Regions from separate parts of the Mus musculus genome. Here region 1 is linked to region 2. A link is a contact called in public HiChIP or PLAC-seq data. All regions are on one chromosome and are shown on one strand. The core of a region is the stretch at or near the end of the contact, and the rest is flanking DNA. Distances in the headings are between cores, read along the strand shown. Region 1 holds the start of Mpv17 (MpV17 mitochondrial inner membrane protein). Region 2 holds the start of Drc1 (dynein regulatory complex subunit 1).

The links. HiChIP or PLAC-seq counts read pairs in DNA pulled down with a chosen protein or histone mark.
Region 1: a FOXA1 HiChIP or PLAC-seq map of pancreatic cancer cells shows a contact between it and region 2. The contact joins the promoter of Mpv17 here to the promoter of Drc1 in region 2. A contact is called at or near these places in 1 of 39 promoter capture datasets (hippocampal neurons) and 1 of 115 datasets of contacts at active chromatin or transcription factors (pancreatic cancer cells).

The regions. Positions count from the first base shown.
Region 1 is chr5:31,150,731-31,158,415 of GRCm38.p6, forward strand. It overlaps Mpv17 (MpV17 mitochondrial inner membrane protein), which reads right to left and starts at 3,521. Exons shown (of 8, transcript NM_008622.6): 1 at 3,461-3,521; 2 at 2,938-3,012. The coding sequence starts at 3,007. Gtf3c2 (general transcription factor IIIC, polypeptide 2, beta) reads right to left here. Exons shown (of 19, transcript NM_027901.2): 17 at 7,613-7,685; 18 at 7,413-7,520; 19 at 5,276-7,037. The coding sequence ends at 6,819.
Region 2 is chr5:30,279,768-30,287,517 of GRCm38.p6, forward strand. Drc1 (dynein regulatory complex subunit 1) reads left to right here and starts at 1,626. Exons shown (of 17, transcript NM_001033460.4): 1 at 1,626-1,839. The coding sequence starts at 1,685.

The DNA.
Region 1 (7,685 bases), core at 2,271-4,770, 870 kb after region 2:
GATATTCCTGGCATGGACCCAGCAATGCTGCTGACTGAGGGCCCTCCTGGCGGGAACAGGAGCTTGAACTGACCTCAGACCCAGAGGCAGCTCAAACTCTGTTGAGAAGGGGAAGCAGATTCCCCGGGAAGGGTCTGAGTGCTCAGTTCACTCCTATCCATAAGCATCCCACTGAAGGAAATGAGACAAAATGGCCAGTTCTACGGCGCAGTGGTGGCGCACGCCTTTAATCCCAGCACTTGGGAAGCGGAGGCAGGCGGATCTCTGAGTTCGAGGCCAGCCTGGTCTACAGAGTGAGTTCCAGGACAGCCAGGGCTACACAGAGAAACCCTGTCTCAAACAAACAAACAAACAAACAAACAAACAAAGGTGTTTGCTATACACAGGTTGAAAATGATCATAGGAAGGGCCAACTTTTATAAACCTTCAAGTTTATTATACATTTTTAAAAGTTCCAGTCAGTTCCAGGAGAGAACTGACTGTATAGTCATGCAATACACATGTGCACACACACAATAAATAATGGGGGCATACTGTCCAGAGAGTGTGCTTGCACGGCATGTGTGAGGCTGGAGCTTCTGCCTTTAGGACTGTGAGTAGGCAAATGAATAACACTTGCAGAGCTTCTCTCAGAGATAATTCCTGGAACTGACCTTTTAAGTTCTAAATGAGGAAACTGAGGCCCAAAGAGGTTTATTGATGTGGACTAATTAGGCAGTTACTAAGTGCTATGTTCTGAGATTCAGATCTTGGTCTTCTAGCTCCAAGTCTGAAATCTCTGTTGTTTCTCAGTGTGAGCTATCCCATGGGACCTCTAGAGACACTGTTCTCTGACAATAGTCCAAAATGGTAAGGTGAGCTAAGCCCACCCCCACCTTTTATTTGTAGGTTGGTCCAAACACCCTGTCAGGAAAGAAGGGGAAGTCTGTGAGACGTACTGTGAGGCTACAGGTTGCTTCAGAACCAGATGAAGACGCAGCAGCGTCAGGAGTGATGTGTACATGAGGCCGTGTAAGATCCCAGTCCAGGCAGACCAGGGAGCCCAGGGAGCCACATCTCTGCACTTGTGCCCTTGGAGCTTTAGTTAGCTATGGATCATTTAGGTGGGGGAAGCATGACTGTCCTTTCCTCTCCATCCCTATGGCCACAAGGGGGGGACCTTCTATCTGGCAGCTAGGGGCCCTGAGGGAATCTGAGGCTGGGCAAAGGGCCCAGCATGTCAGTTCCCATCACAGCCACACAGTCCAGCATGAGTCACCACACACTCAGCCAGGTGAGTCATGCAGGTCGGACACTCTGAGGACAAGAGGTGGATGGGCACAGGATGCTATCGAGGGGCCAGAGAGGAGTAGGAGTCCACCTTCTGGCCAGTCATGCGGCTTCTAATGCTAACATACAGCTATTCTACTAACAAGACCTCTGGCCTACCTACCCTTCAGCCCCCCTCTTTCCCCTCAGCCCTCTGCCGAATATGGGTTCTTTATCTAAGCATAGGCAAGCCTTGTTTATTACCTGACCGCCCACTGCAATGCTCTGATGCTCTGATGCTCAGAGGCCTGCTGAGGCTTCCTTGAACTAGCACTTTGCTCCTCATGCTGTGGCTTCTGTATGCATATGAAAAAACTTCAGATTTGCCTGAAAAGTTGGCCACGGAGGAACCTAAGATGTGCTTCAAAGCAAACGACCTCAGAGTAGCCCCAGTCATAACAATGAGTAGCCAGCAAAAGGAAGGGTGGAACAGATACAAAGAGGCACTGGAGGCGCTCTGTGAAGCTGCTACTTCATCGCTGACAGAGTAAAAAAGCCGCAGGTAGTGTACTGAGAATATGTTTGTAAGAAAAGCCAAACAATGATGTAAGCTAAGCTTAGGAGAGTGGCCATCTAGCCAGCCGTAGTGGTTTACATTTGTAATTTCAGCATTCAGGGGGCTGAGAAGAGACAGCTGCAAGTTTAAGGCCAGTCTGGCTACAATGTGAATTCTAGGTCAGCCCAGGGTTGTGTGACTCTTGTCTTAAAAATGAAATAAAAACTGGAATATATGAATTGAAAGAGAGGGATCCAACAGAGTTCCAAAGCTGATTACTGAAGGATTCCCTTTTAATATGATTTAAACTTTAGATATATGACTGTTTTATACACTTCACAATAAACATTATGTATAAAAATGGAGTAAGTTACTTCAGCACTTGTTAGGTGTGTCATTTAATGTGGACTCATTCCTGCTAACAGACCTTTGGAGGCGCCTATGCATGGAGACAATGTGCTCAGCACACTATAAAGTATAAGAGGAAAGCATTTAATTTCCCAAGGTGGGGTCTCTTGGGGGCAATGCTTTTTAAGAATGGACTACTTAGGCTAGGCAGTGGTGGCACATCCCTTTAATCCCAGCACTTAGGAAGGAGAGACAGGTGGATCTCTAAGTTGAAGGCCACCCTGGCACACAGATTTTCATGACAGCCAGGACCATACAGAGAAGTCCTGCCTTGAAAAACAAAAACAGAAACTATCACCTAATTTCTTGAGGACTTTAAGTCTTGCTCGACAGACTGTGCATCTCTCTCTTTTAGATTTATTGTTATCATTTTAAACTGTGTGTGTTTGTGCAAGTGAGTGCAGATGCCCCAAGTGGTTGGAGGTGACAGAGCTCTCTGGAGCTGGTGCTACAGGTGGCTCTGAGCTACATGACATAGTGTAGAATCCTCTACAGAGCAGTATGCGCTGTTAACCTCTGAGCCACGTCTCTATTTCGTCTCCCCTCCAGCATGGGTCTCAGAAACAGCTCACCCTCCAAAACAGACATAATAGTTCAGGAGAAGGGAAACACTTCCGGGGGGGGGGGGCTAAACTGGAGGAGGTAGGTGGTGTCGTGATATGGGCCTCCTCCTCCACCTCAAATCAGCTGCTCTAATTATACTCTGGTCCCAGAGTGACACTCACCAGCTGTCAGAACCTGGACTTTCCACGGATGTGCTGCCAGGGCTCTCTGGTATGCTCGCCAGAGTGCCATGCTCCCTGTCAAACCAAGAGGATAAGTCACTCCCATTGCCCCTCACAGTAAAGAACATGCCTGCCATTTCCTTATGCTCACTCTCCTTACTTCCAAACTCTGCAAGTGACAGAGGCCTCAGAAAGCTTGCTTACTGGGCCGTGCCCCTGCCTTGTGGTCACTATTCATCTGGAAAGGAAGCAGTTTTGAGTAACCTGGTCCTGGTCCTGAAGCAAGGCATCCAGTCCTGATTAAGACACTCATGAAATTAGACTTACTCTGGCTTCCATCCAGAGTCTGGGTTCCATCCCCCAAGTAAACACGATAGGTCCCCAGATTCAGTTGGAATCTCCTTTATAAGAGTAACTACACACCAGAAATAAACCAAGACCTGGATCTGTAAGGTCACATGACCTGCAAGAACTCTCAACCCACAGTGCTTCAAGTCTCTGAATGCCAAGAACCTCCGCTCACCTGAGTGCCAGCTCTGCGCAGAACCTTCTCTCACGTGACCGAAGCTGGTCCAGGGACTTCCGTATCGAGCACCGCCTCTTCCGTCTGCCTGCGGGCCGGGCTGTTGTTTGGACACAAGCAGTCCAGGAGGAATGCAGGTGGGTGGGGCCTTTGATACCCCTTGCGAGGCGGCTCAGCCGACCACTTAAGGGGAGTGGGCAGCCCCCTTCTCGTGGACTGCACCAAACATCGGTGTAGGACAGTCTGTGCTTCCCTGTAACTCGGCTGCCCCCACCCCCCACCCTCGTTCTCCCCAGACTATCAGGCCAGACTGTCAGTCTCCCGGAGGTAGTCAGGTCTAGACGCCCTTCTCAGTTTGGAAACTTGAATGCTGAAGTAGTGCAGGTATACCCAAGCTCCCAAGTGAGCAGAACTCAGACTTGTTCTATTTTTTTTCCTTGTTCTTTATACCAAATTTTTAAGTTTTGTCTGAAAAATCTTTCTGGACAAGCAGTCAACTTTCAGAACCACTGGCTTAGCAGAACCTGAGAACGCCCGTGCTAGCTGTCTTAAGTTTGGTCATGAATTTTGTAAAATGACCCTGTCTTGCAATCAGGGCTCCTTGAATTCTAGGGCTGTACAAGAGGCAACTCAATGGAGGGTTTGTTTTGCTTTATGGGTTTCTAGAGTCATGCTTTGTTTGTTGTTTTTCCAAGACAAGGTTTCTCTGTGTAGCCCTGGCTGTCTTGGAACACACTCTGTAGACCAGGCTGGCCTCCAACTCAGAAATCCACCTGCCTTAGCCTCCCAAGTGCTGGGATTAAAGGAGTGCGCCACCACACCCGGCTTCTAGTCATGTTAAGCAAAGAGGCATAAAACTATATTTAAAAAAAAAAAAACATTTTAGGAATCTTAATCTCCCTCTAGTTTTAACACCCAACTCCCTGCAAATCCCTTCCTGAGGTAGGTAAAGATGTATACGTCTCCAAGCCTTGAAAAAGGTCAACTTATTTGATGTCTGTCCACCCCCAGCTCAGTTAGTCAGTTCCTGTATGATTAATGAAGGATGGATTCTATTAGAGAGAGTAAGAATTCAGGGGAATTAGATTCTTGTGTACAGAACATGCTAAAAGAATTTCACTAGTAGACATAATAAGGGAGTCCAAATGTGCAAGATTGGAAGGTGTTTTTAAGCGATATGGATTCAAGCCTTATTCAGATTGCTTAACCTCTCAGAACCTAATTGTCATTACATAAAATAGTACCTACCCCATGGAGCTCAGGGGTATATGAAAAGCACCCCAAACCGAGAAAATGCTTAATATCATTTATCTATCCTCCCTTCTCTCCCACTAGAGAAATATAAAAGTCCCTTAGTGAGGTTTGACCTGGGAGTTTCTGGAGGGGAGAAGATACCAGGAGGGAAGTGAGCCCAGGATCTTGCACACACACTAAGTCCATGCTCTTCCATTGAGCTACATCCCAGCCGAGATGAGATCTTGAAGGACACATAGGTTTAGGTGTTGGTGTCAAAGGCAACAGAATAAGCTAAGGCACACAGGAAGAAGAGCAAGAACCAAGAACAGCTACACTGGGAAGGAAGATAGGGAAGAAAGGACTGAGGAGAAAAGGCTTGTGGGAGAGGAGAAAGAACAGAACAGAAAATATTGCCCCCACAGTTACTTCTCAGCTCAAGCGTGAATCAACACCAGGAGCAGGGTCGCTGGCACAGCCTTTAGTCCCCCCCCCAGGTTCCACCTTCTCTAACGCTGGAAGTAGGGAAATACAGATGTGCTGTATGGATGGGTTGCTCTGCAGGACAAGCCAAGCTCCTCTGCAATGGAAGGCACTTCTTTATTAGTTCAAAAAGCAAGCCCGACACCGCCTGAGCTGGATCACAACAGAGTGCTATAACACTTGGCTCCTAACACTAATGCAGTTATGGGCCCTTCTGCTGTGTAAGGACCTTACTGTCCTAGAGGTCTGCTTCCTCTTCTGTATAGGAAGGGGACTCACTACTTGGCTCTCTTCTTAAAGACTTCTGGCGTTTGACAAATCTTCTACACTACTCAGGTAGAAAACTGTTTCCAGATATAACAGACCAATCTTGAGTGCTCTAAAGTCTAGGTTTTGTTTCAGGCAATACTAATGTAAACTGCATCCCATCCAAGAGGAAACAGGCTACCTGTTTCCTATTTCCTAAGATGGTCTAACTACTTCCTTCCACACTTCAGCCTGTATACTCCAATGTGTCCCCTGCCTGTGTTTTCAAGACAGTATCAGTCATGTGAGGTGCTGCTATCCACAGAGGACTTGATTGAGCGAACAATACATTATTGGGTTCTAAATACTTTCTATACAGAGTTTAAACATGTTTAATACGTCAGCAATGTGACCATATCATAAAGATCAAAAATCATGACTTGTAAAAGAATGATTGAAATAACTAAAGATATTTAATCTAGAGGAAAAATGCCTTGGGAACACATGATAGCTACTGTGAAGTACTGAAAGGGCAGCCACAGGGGGGGTGACTATTTTCTAACACCCATTAGTAAAATTAAGAGAGGTATACTCTGACTTGATATAAAGAAGATCTTTTTTTTTCTTTTCTTTACTTTTTTTTTTTTTACTTTTTGGTTTTATGAGATAGCCCAGACTGAATGCAAACTTGTGATCCTCTTACCTCGGCCTCCTAAGTGCTGGGATTACAGGTATGCACCACTATACTCAGCTTCAAAAAATTTAAAAACACTATCTAGGAGTGTTCAAGTAGTGTCATATGTCAGTGATTGGGAATATTTCATAAGCAGAAACACGAACTAGCTGCTGTCCTACTGGCAGGGTGCTTATGTTGTTCCTCAGTTAAAGTTAAGTTATGAGCAGCTTCAGTCCAATAAATTACTGTCCCTACCATCGGGCCTGTGTGTTGGTTATTCTAATGAGGGAGATCGGAAGGCAATAACATCGAATTCTGGAAATAGACAGGAGCCTTCATGAAGATATCCTTTCCGACTGTCCAAACACCCACTCACAAGTGCTCTCAAAAACACCCAGTACCTTTACTTAGCTTTACCTCCTTCACAATATGCTCAATATGAGCAATTTGACTCCCAAGCCTAGGTTTGGCCTGAGTGTTTCTTGTGAGCCATGGTTTTAGGCATAGGAATTGTTGTGGAGGGGGAGCCCCCCTACCTGCAGGGAGCTGTGACCATAGAAGTCTGTGGAAGGAGAGGGATTTAAGGAGTTTGGGGCATGTAGGCCTAAAGATTTAGGCCTGGCACCATCACTGTCCAGGAAGGGCCCAGGTGCTATGCTCTATGCATGGGCGCCATTTGTTCTTGGCAGACTTCAATCCAAGAGTTCTGTGTGGCCCAGACTAGGGATTGGGGAGAAGGCAATGGCTGCTTGGAGAGAAACCAGGCCCTTCAGTTGGAAAGGACGGTTGGAACATAGCATTGAAGTTGGCTCGGCTTTCAAGCTGTACACGGTGGGCCAGCGGAGAGGTGAGTCCACGAACAAAATGGATCCGAACCAACCCTGACTGCCCCCCAGATACCAGCCATCCATAGGAGTCCAGGTTTGGGCTGAAGCGTACCTGTGGAGAGAGCAGAAAACCCACAGAGCCTCAGAGTGCACCTGCATGAGCTTTAAAAACACATCACCACACCTTTCATCTCAGCAATCAGAAGGCAGAAGCAGGCGGATCTCTTGTGAGTCTGACACCAACCTAGTCTACAAGATGAGCTCCCCAACAGCTACTGACCCTGTATCAAAACCACCCAAAACGAACCAACCAAATAAAGCCACAATCAGGAGGACTAGACCATGTGAGACAGTCAATGAATGAGATCTATATACCATGACCCAGGAGAGAGTCAAGGCTGCTTTCCCTCCAGCCATTGCAGCTGCCTTTAAACATTTTATTTCACTGATTGTAGAGGGTGGGAGAGATAAAAGACAAGGTTCTCACCTTGTGAATAGCTTCAAGTTGCAGCCTGTCCAGGCAAAGCTGAGAATGTCCCTCTCCTTCCTGCATGCGAAGCATTGGTTCTCTACGAAGCAGATTGTGGAAGGAACTCTGGGAAACAGAAGTGGAATTCCTTAGGACTTCCTGCTATCTAAGGTTTTCATCTTTCCTAATGTCAACAATGACTTGCAGTCACAACTTACCAGATCTGTATCTTGAAAGAGCAAGTAGTGATGGTTGATGGTTTCAGTGTAGGTTCTTGCTTTGGGAGGATTG
Region 2 (7,750 bases), core at 376-2,875:
TTCATCCATTCAGTTGAGCAGCAGCATCTGCAACCCTAAGGTCTGGCATAAGCAGAGACCACAAAGCCCTTCAGATGTGCTGGTGGCCCTCTCACCAGTTTGCATCTTATAGGATTTATGAAGGGTGTGTCTTCTGGGCTTTCCTATTATAGAGGATTAGGTTTTACACAGCAAACTCATTCTTTTTTTTTTTTTTTTTTTTTCGAGACAGGGTTTCTCTGTAGCCTTGGCTGTCCTGGAACTCACTTTGTAGGCCAGGCTGGCCTCGAACTCAGAAATCCGCCTGCCTCTGCCTCCTGAGTGCTGGGATTAAAGGCGTGTGCCACCACCCCCAGCAGCAAACTCATTCTTGCATTGCAACTTCCCTAAGCCATAAAACCCCTTCATCATCAAGGAATGTCTAGCATGTCTGAGTCCCTAAGTTCAGTCTCCAATGCTACAAAAATAAAACTGTCGAGTGGTTTGCATTAGGGATAGTGTCTTGAAATGTAGCCCTGCTTGGCCTAGAACTTTACAGTCTTCCTATCTCAGCCTCCCAGAGGGCTGATTGTGAACCACTATGTCTGCATGTCTGTGTGTATTATTATTATAAGGGTGGGTATTATTATTATTATTATTTTGGTATAGGGCTTTACATTTCTTATTTTAATTTAGTTTAGAAATGGAGTCTCATTGTGTTCCAGGATGACCTGGAACACAATCCTGAGTTCTGGGATTACAGGAGTGGTGTTTTTGTTTTGTTTTGTGTGTCCTGTCCAAGGTGCTCCAACGAACCAACTGGTGTAGGTAAACCCTTTACCATTGAGCCGTACCACAAGCCCACAGGCATAGTTTTAATTCTTAAAGAGAACATTAAAAAACAACAACAAAAAAAAAACCACTTTTTACACCTATGATTTTGTGTGCCCATATGCCACTGTGGCATGTGAAGGTCAAAGGACAATTTATCAGTACTGGTACTTTTTCCATAGTGTGGGCCTAAAGGATTGAACTCAGTTGGTCACTCTCCTTGGCCATAAACATTGACTGCTGAGCCTTCTCTCTGGCCCCAGGACATTATTTTGTTGACAAGGGGACACACGGTGCCTAAGGCATGATGTCCCCCCCCCCGCCCCCGCAGACTGCTGCTTTGAGAGAGCGGTGGTGTCCTGGGTTCTTCCCCGCCCCCCCCCCCCCAACCATTCTCCTGAACCCACCTCTTTTTCGGTCATGGCTACAGATGATGAGTGTACTTGAGTTCACACTTCCAAAACTGCAATGGGCTGAGGTGGTCTCCCACTCAGCTTAAGGAAAGGACGCCACTGTCTCTAGCTATATAATACAATGCTTTTCATGTTGCAGGTACTCAGTTATTTTGGAGCAAAGTGCCTTTTAGGAATATTCATTTGGTAAGGTGGATGATGAATTGGGCTTTTGAGTCAGAAAGAGATGCGGTGCGGTTTGTTCCATCTGCCTTCGTGGGGTCAAGTCAGCCCCTCCAAACCAACTTCAGGCAAGGGGAATCAAGTCCACATTTGGGATACAAATATACAACTCGTAGTGCCTGACAGAGAAGCTGGGCTGGAGCGCCGCGCGACAGCTAGCCAGAGATGGGTCAGGTGACTGCTTTCCCTTGGCAACGGCTTGTTCCTAGCAACCCGGCTGCTGGTCCAGGCGGAGCTGCCAGTGGGTGGGAGACGCCGCCATGAATCCCTCAGGAACCATTGGGGTCCTAGAGCAGAATGGGGAAGAACACTTAGCCACCCCGATTCTCGGACCCTCGGTGCATTCGGATAACCCGCAGGAGCGGATCCAGGCCCGGCGCCTGCGCATCGCTGCTCGTCAGGAAGCCCGAAGGCGGTGAGCTGGGTGGCCGGGTGGTGCGATGGGGAGCCCAGAGTGCCCTGCAGGGAGCTGGGGCCGGGCTGGGTGGGAGCTCCATGGTAAGGTGTGTGTGTGTGTGTGTGTGTGTGTGTGTGTGTGTGTGTGCGCGCGCGCGCCCTGGGTGTAAACAGAAAAACTTTTCTTCTAGAACATTCAAGCAGTGAGTTTTGGGACAGCTAGGGCTACATAATGAGACCCTGTCCCAATATTTGAAAATAAAAATAAAAAAGTTCTAGGTCAGATTTATTCCAGAGGCTAGAGTTTGTTGACGAGATGTAATGGACCGCGATCTGTGAAAGAGTCGGTTATCCCCATTCTACTGAGAATACCTTATCACAGCCAGTGAGCATATGTGATTGTGTGTTCCACACAGATATGAGCATCTTGATCCATTTTAAAATTAAAAAATAAAATAAAATAAAGCCAGGTTAGTGGCTTATGCCTTTAATCTCAGTACTGGAGTGGCAGAGGCAGGCAAATCTCTTTGAGATCAAGGCTAGCCTAGTCTACGTAGGAAGGCCTTGACACCTCAAAATAAAAATAAAATAAGAGTAAAAGCTTTCATTTCACTTAGTGGCCACACTCCCTGGGCCCAAGGCCATGTCGACGGATCTACTGTAGCAAAGGCGGGGTGGCTGCTTGCTTGTGCTTGCGGACATTGATGATCATTGTCTAGAATCCATCCAGGTACTGCAAGTGCCAGACCTGTGAATTAAGAGGGGATGTGATAGGAGCCACCACACTTGCATTCCCACCATGTTCCCTAGGCTTTGGTGTCTTTATTAGCTTAGGTAAAGTTTAAGGGACATCCACTAGTCACCAGACTTCATGTGACAGTTGTTCAACTTCTAAGTCGTTCATTCCACTTTTACTTTTGGTGGTCTACAGACCCAGCAGAAGTACAAGATGGAGGTCTGTGTGCCTCCATCCTAGTTGGGCAAGGCTGTGATCATGGTTAGCATCTCTTGTTGTCATGGTAACTCAGATCTGTTTTTAATTGTCCTAACACTGTCTGGGTATCCCCTTCCCTGACAGTTCCCTGATGACCTTCAATCCCCTTGGGGAAAGGCTAGGAGCCTCACTACATTATGTATTTGCATTGTGTTCTCTGTTCTTCCTCCTGGGATCCCTGCCACCTCTTTGGTTAGGAGGTTCTGGGATGAGAACTGGGGTTGGTTCAGGAACTGGGCAAGGCAGAAGCATCCTTAGTAAGCTTGTCTGTTGCTGCTGTTTGGCTAACAGATGAACTGGACTCTTATCTGCTCTTCTACTTGTCTCCAAGTGATGCCACATTTATCCATCTCCAAAGCTGTCCGAGGATCATGGTCTTGGTTGTTGCTGTGGTGTTTAACAAGGAGACTGGGGGGCTGGAGAGATGGCTCAGTGGTTAAGAACTCTGACTGCTCTTCTGAAGGCCCTGAGTTCAAATCACAGCAACCACATGGTGGCTCACAACCATCCGTAATGAGATCTGATGTGCTCTTTTGGTGTGTCTGAAGACAGCTATAGTGTGCTTACATATAATAATAAATAAACCTTAAAAACAAAACAAAAACAAAAACAAAAAAGCAGGCCAGGTGGTGGTGGCGCACGCCTTTAATCCTAGCACTTGGAAGCAGAGGCAGGCAGATTTCTGAGTTCGAGGCCAGCCTGGTGTACAGAGTGGGTTCCAGGACAGCCAGGGCTATACAGAGAAACCCTGTCTCGAAAAACCAAAACAAACAAACAAAAACAAAAAAGCAAAGCAAACAAACAAACAAGCAAAAAAAAAAAAACCCAAAGAGACTGGGAATTCAGTGATGTGCAGGAAGTTTATATTCTAATGAGAGAGAGAGGACAAGTGTCCCTATAACTATGATCTATGACAAGGACAGCAAGGGGAGAGGAGACTCCTGGGAGTAGGCCCTAAAGCCAGGCAGCTAGAAAGGATAGCTTGGAGCTTGAGAAAAAGCTAGCTTTGTAAGGAGGCACTGCTGGGTTACTTTAAGACATTGTCAGGCGTGGTGGCACACACCTTTATTCCCAGCACTTGGGAGGTAGAGGCAGGAGGATCTCTGAGTTCAAGGCCAGCTTAGTCTACAAAGAGAGTTCCAGGATGTCCAGGGCTACAAAGAGAAATTCTGTCTTGTAGGGGTTGGGGTGGGGAGATATTTGTTGGGTGTGATAATAGCATGTGATAATGTCTAAACAAAATTAAGGCCACTTTCCTGATGGGCAGAGCGTCACTTTCACCTTCAAATTATTCAGCTCACTGTTTTGGGGACTGGTGTAAAGGGGCTGGAGGTGTGACTGAGGAGACCCGAGCAGGAAGGAGACACTACTCTGGTTCTGGTGAGGCACGGGATTGGCCTGGACTCTGTGTCAATAATCTAGAGAGAAGCAGATGGACGCAGGACAAATTTTGAAGTTGAATGTGATGGATGCTTCTGATTGGCTGTTTGAACAGAAGACAGTGTGACCTCTATATGTGTGCCATGGTTTGAGTACACACACACACATACACACACACACACACACACACACACACACACACACAAGACAAATGAATAGATAAATATTATTTTTTAAAAAAGATAGGTGTGATGGCATATTCCTATCACCCTAGCTCTTGGGAGGCAGAGGAAGGCAGGCATCTCTGATTTTGAGGCCAGCTGGCCAAAATAGGGAGTTCCAGGCCAGCCAGGGCAGCATAATGAAACCCTGTCTCAAAAACAAGTCAAGACAAAACATGAAAGAGGCCTGGAAAAATGGCTTAGCAGTTACAAGCAGTGACTGTTCTCTTAGAGGAACTAGGTTTGATTTTTAATACCCCATACCAGTTTACAACTGTCTCTAACTCCAGTTCCAGGGGGTCCAGTGCCCTCTTCTAGCTTCTGTGGGCACTAGGCAGGCACATGGTTCGCAGGCTTACATGCAGGCAAAACACCTGTTCACATAAAATATAATAATAATAATAATAATAATAATAATAATAATAATAATAATAATAATTTGTTCAGCACAATGGAGGAAATGGGCCTACTCCAGGTAAAGGGGAGGTGTGTGTTTCAGTGATCTTTCATGTGCCAATTCTCAGTACAAGAGGAAGGAGGAGAGTGGAGGGGAGAGTGGAGAAAGGGAGAAAAAAAGAAGAACATGGAGGAAGGAAGGAAGAGAGGGAGGAAAGTGTAGAGGAATTTTAATCCAGCAATACAGCCGCTCTGGCAAGGGGTCACATCCAAAGACTGCTGGGATGCAGACATGCCACACATCTTTAATCCCCCTGGCTGGAATACAGACACACCCTTAGTACACATCTTTAAGGTAAAATTAGTTTTGTAGAAGGAACCATGTTTGAAAAGCTGTGTTTGAAAGTCACATCTAAATGAGGGGCAGACAAAGTGGTGAGTCAGAGAAAGATCTGACAGAATGAGTCAAAGATGGGATACGCCCAACTCTCAAAGGAACAGCACAGGAAAGAGAAACTATTTAAAAGCAGTAAAGGGAGAGAGAGTCAGGCAGCTGGGAGTCAGTACAGCAAGGGCAGTGCAGTGGAGTTGATGGGAGTCAATACAGGGAGGGCAGTGCAGTGGAGTTGATGGGAGTCAGTACAGGGAGGGAGGGCAGTGCAGTGGAGATGAGTTTGTTGTGAGTTCATGCAGTTACGTGCAGGTCAGCAAAGGCAGCTGAAGCCAGTGAATAAGAAATCAGACGATTAGAATGAATTGCCAGAGTTAGTTTGAGGCCAAGCAGAGCAGTTCAGTGAGAAGCTGAGAGAAGCCAGATTGAATCAGTCAGCTTGGAGAGGAGTTTGAGCAGAACAGCTGAGCTGAACTAGCCAGCCAGAGTTCAGAAAGAGCTAGAAAGGATGAGCTTATTCAGCAGCAAGCTTCCAAGATGACAATAACATCAAGCAAATAAAAGTTACCTTTACAGGGAAGACGGGAGGGAGAGTCCATTTCAAAGTACATCACTGTAAAAGTTCAGAGTACCAAGAACAAAGAGAAATGCCTACAAACTTTCTGAATGAAGAAAATGAGCCAGGTGTCGTGGCACATCCCAGTACCACTAATACTTAGGAAGCTGAAGCAGATGGGTCAAGAGTTCCAGACCACCCTAAGCTACATAAGGAGACCCTGTCACAGGAAACCCTGAATAACAAAACAGAGTGCTGCCCTGTCCAGCTTTGGTGTGGGTGCTGGAGACTGGAGGTTCAAACACAAGTCCTCACGTTTCTGTTTTCCCAGCCCCTAGTGGGTGGTTTTTGTTTTGTTTTTGATTTATTTATTTTATCTTATGTGCATGGTGATTTTGCCTGAATGAATGCATATGCACCACATACATGCCTTGTGCCCGAGGAGATCAGAAGAGGGCATCAAATCCCTAGAACTAGAGTTATGAATAATTGGGAGGCACATAGGCACTGAGACCCGAGCCCAGGTCGTCTGCAAGAACAAGTGTTCTCAGCTACTGAGCCATCTCTCCAGCCCTGCAGTGTGTACTTTAAACTCACAGCTCGTGTTAGTCTGGTCACACCTCATTTCAAGGGCCTATTAGACATGTGTGGTCCGAGGCCGCCATATTGGCTAGCACAGTGCCCAAGGTTGGGGGGGGGGGGGAGAGGATGCATTAAAGCAGCAAAAGGATTGAAATTGAAACTCGGTGAGAGTTTGTAGCAGATCTTGACTGAAGCCACTTGCCTTTTTGAACCCCCATTTCTGTTCCACGGACTAGCTGGGAGTATTTGGACAGGCTTGGTTATTAATTAACCAACTGACAGCCAAGGCAGGAAGTTTGAGGTGGGGGTGAGAATACAGCTACCTTAGCCTGGCAGTGTTTTAGTAGAAGGGGACAGAGGAGTGAAGGGTAAGTTCAGATCAGAAATAGAGTGAGAAGACACTGCTGAGGGGGTTGGGTAAGGCTGGGAGTCCAGTCCAGAGGGGCTGTCTGTGCTCTGCTCTGCGGCGGACTCTGGGCACAGTGGGTGGGGCTGAGGCCAGTGAAGGGTCCCTTTATTTCCTGATGAATGCTGGAACCCTGGTAGCTCCTCTCCCAAAGCTGCTTAGGGGCCTGGATGACCACTTAGACCTTGGGAGTGAGGCAGGCCTCTCAGAGGTTAGCAGTGTGAGGGTGGCAAGCTCATTTCCTGCTGCTTCCTTAGAGAATTCCAGAACTTTCTCTCTCCTCTCCTCTCCTCCTTCCCTTTCTCCCTCCCGTCACCATGTTGCCTAGGAGGTAGGTGGCCTGGCACTCTCTGTGTAACTCACACTGCCTTTGAACTTCTGTTTCTCTGTCTTACTTTCTCATCAAAATACAAATTATTGTTACTGCAGCTTTAGGACACAGACCTGTCGCTGGGAACCCCAACATGCTAGGCTCTGGCCACCAGGCCCAGTATGCCAATTAAAAAGGGAGCAACTAATGGTAAGAGACCGAGAAAAGAGGTTTAGCCAGGATGACCACACTGGGAAGTCCAGTGACCCCAAGTTTATTATCAGCTTTGGTTCTGAAGGCTGTAAATCCCAGGCGAGGCCGCCACATGTTTTACTGTTGACGGAAATAAAACCAGTGACAGCAAATGCTTGCTCAGGCAAAAGTTGCTGTCTGTTAGCTTCTGTCATTGTTGACACAGGGTCACACTCTGTAGCCCAGGCTGGACTGGAACGCACAGCAATCCTCCTGATTCAGACTCTCAAGGGCTGGGATAAGAAAGCTTATCTTGGCTGAGGCAGGAGTTCTAATCAGAAGAAAAGACATGGAGAGGCCCAGCCCTGACTTGCTGCCAGTAGTAGGAGTGCTTACTAATCCGACCTGTTAGTGATGAGGATCGCTTTAAGAAAACCTTCTTTTCCTGGTTTAAGGGATTTCCCCATGGGACACAGGACTCAACAGCCAGTTTGTCCTTGGA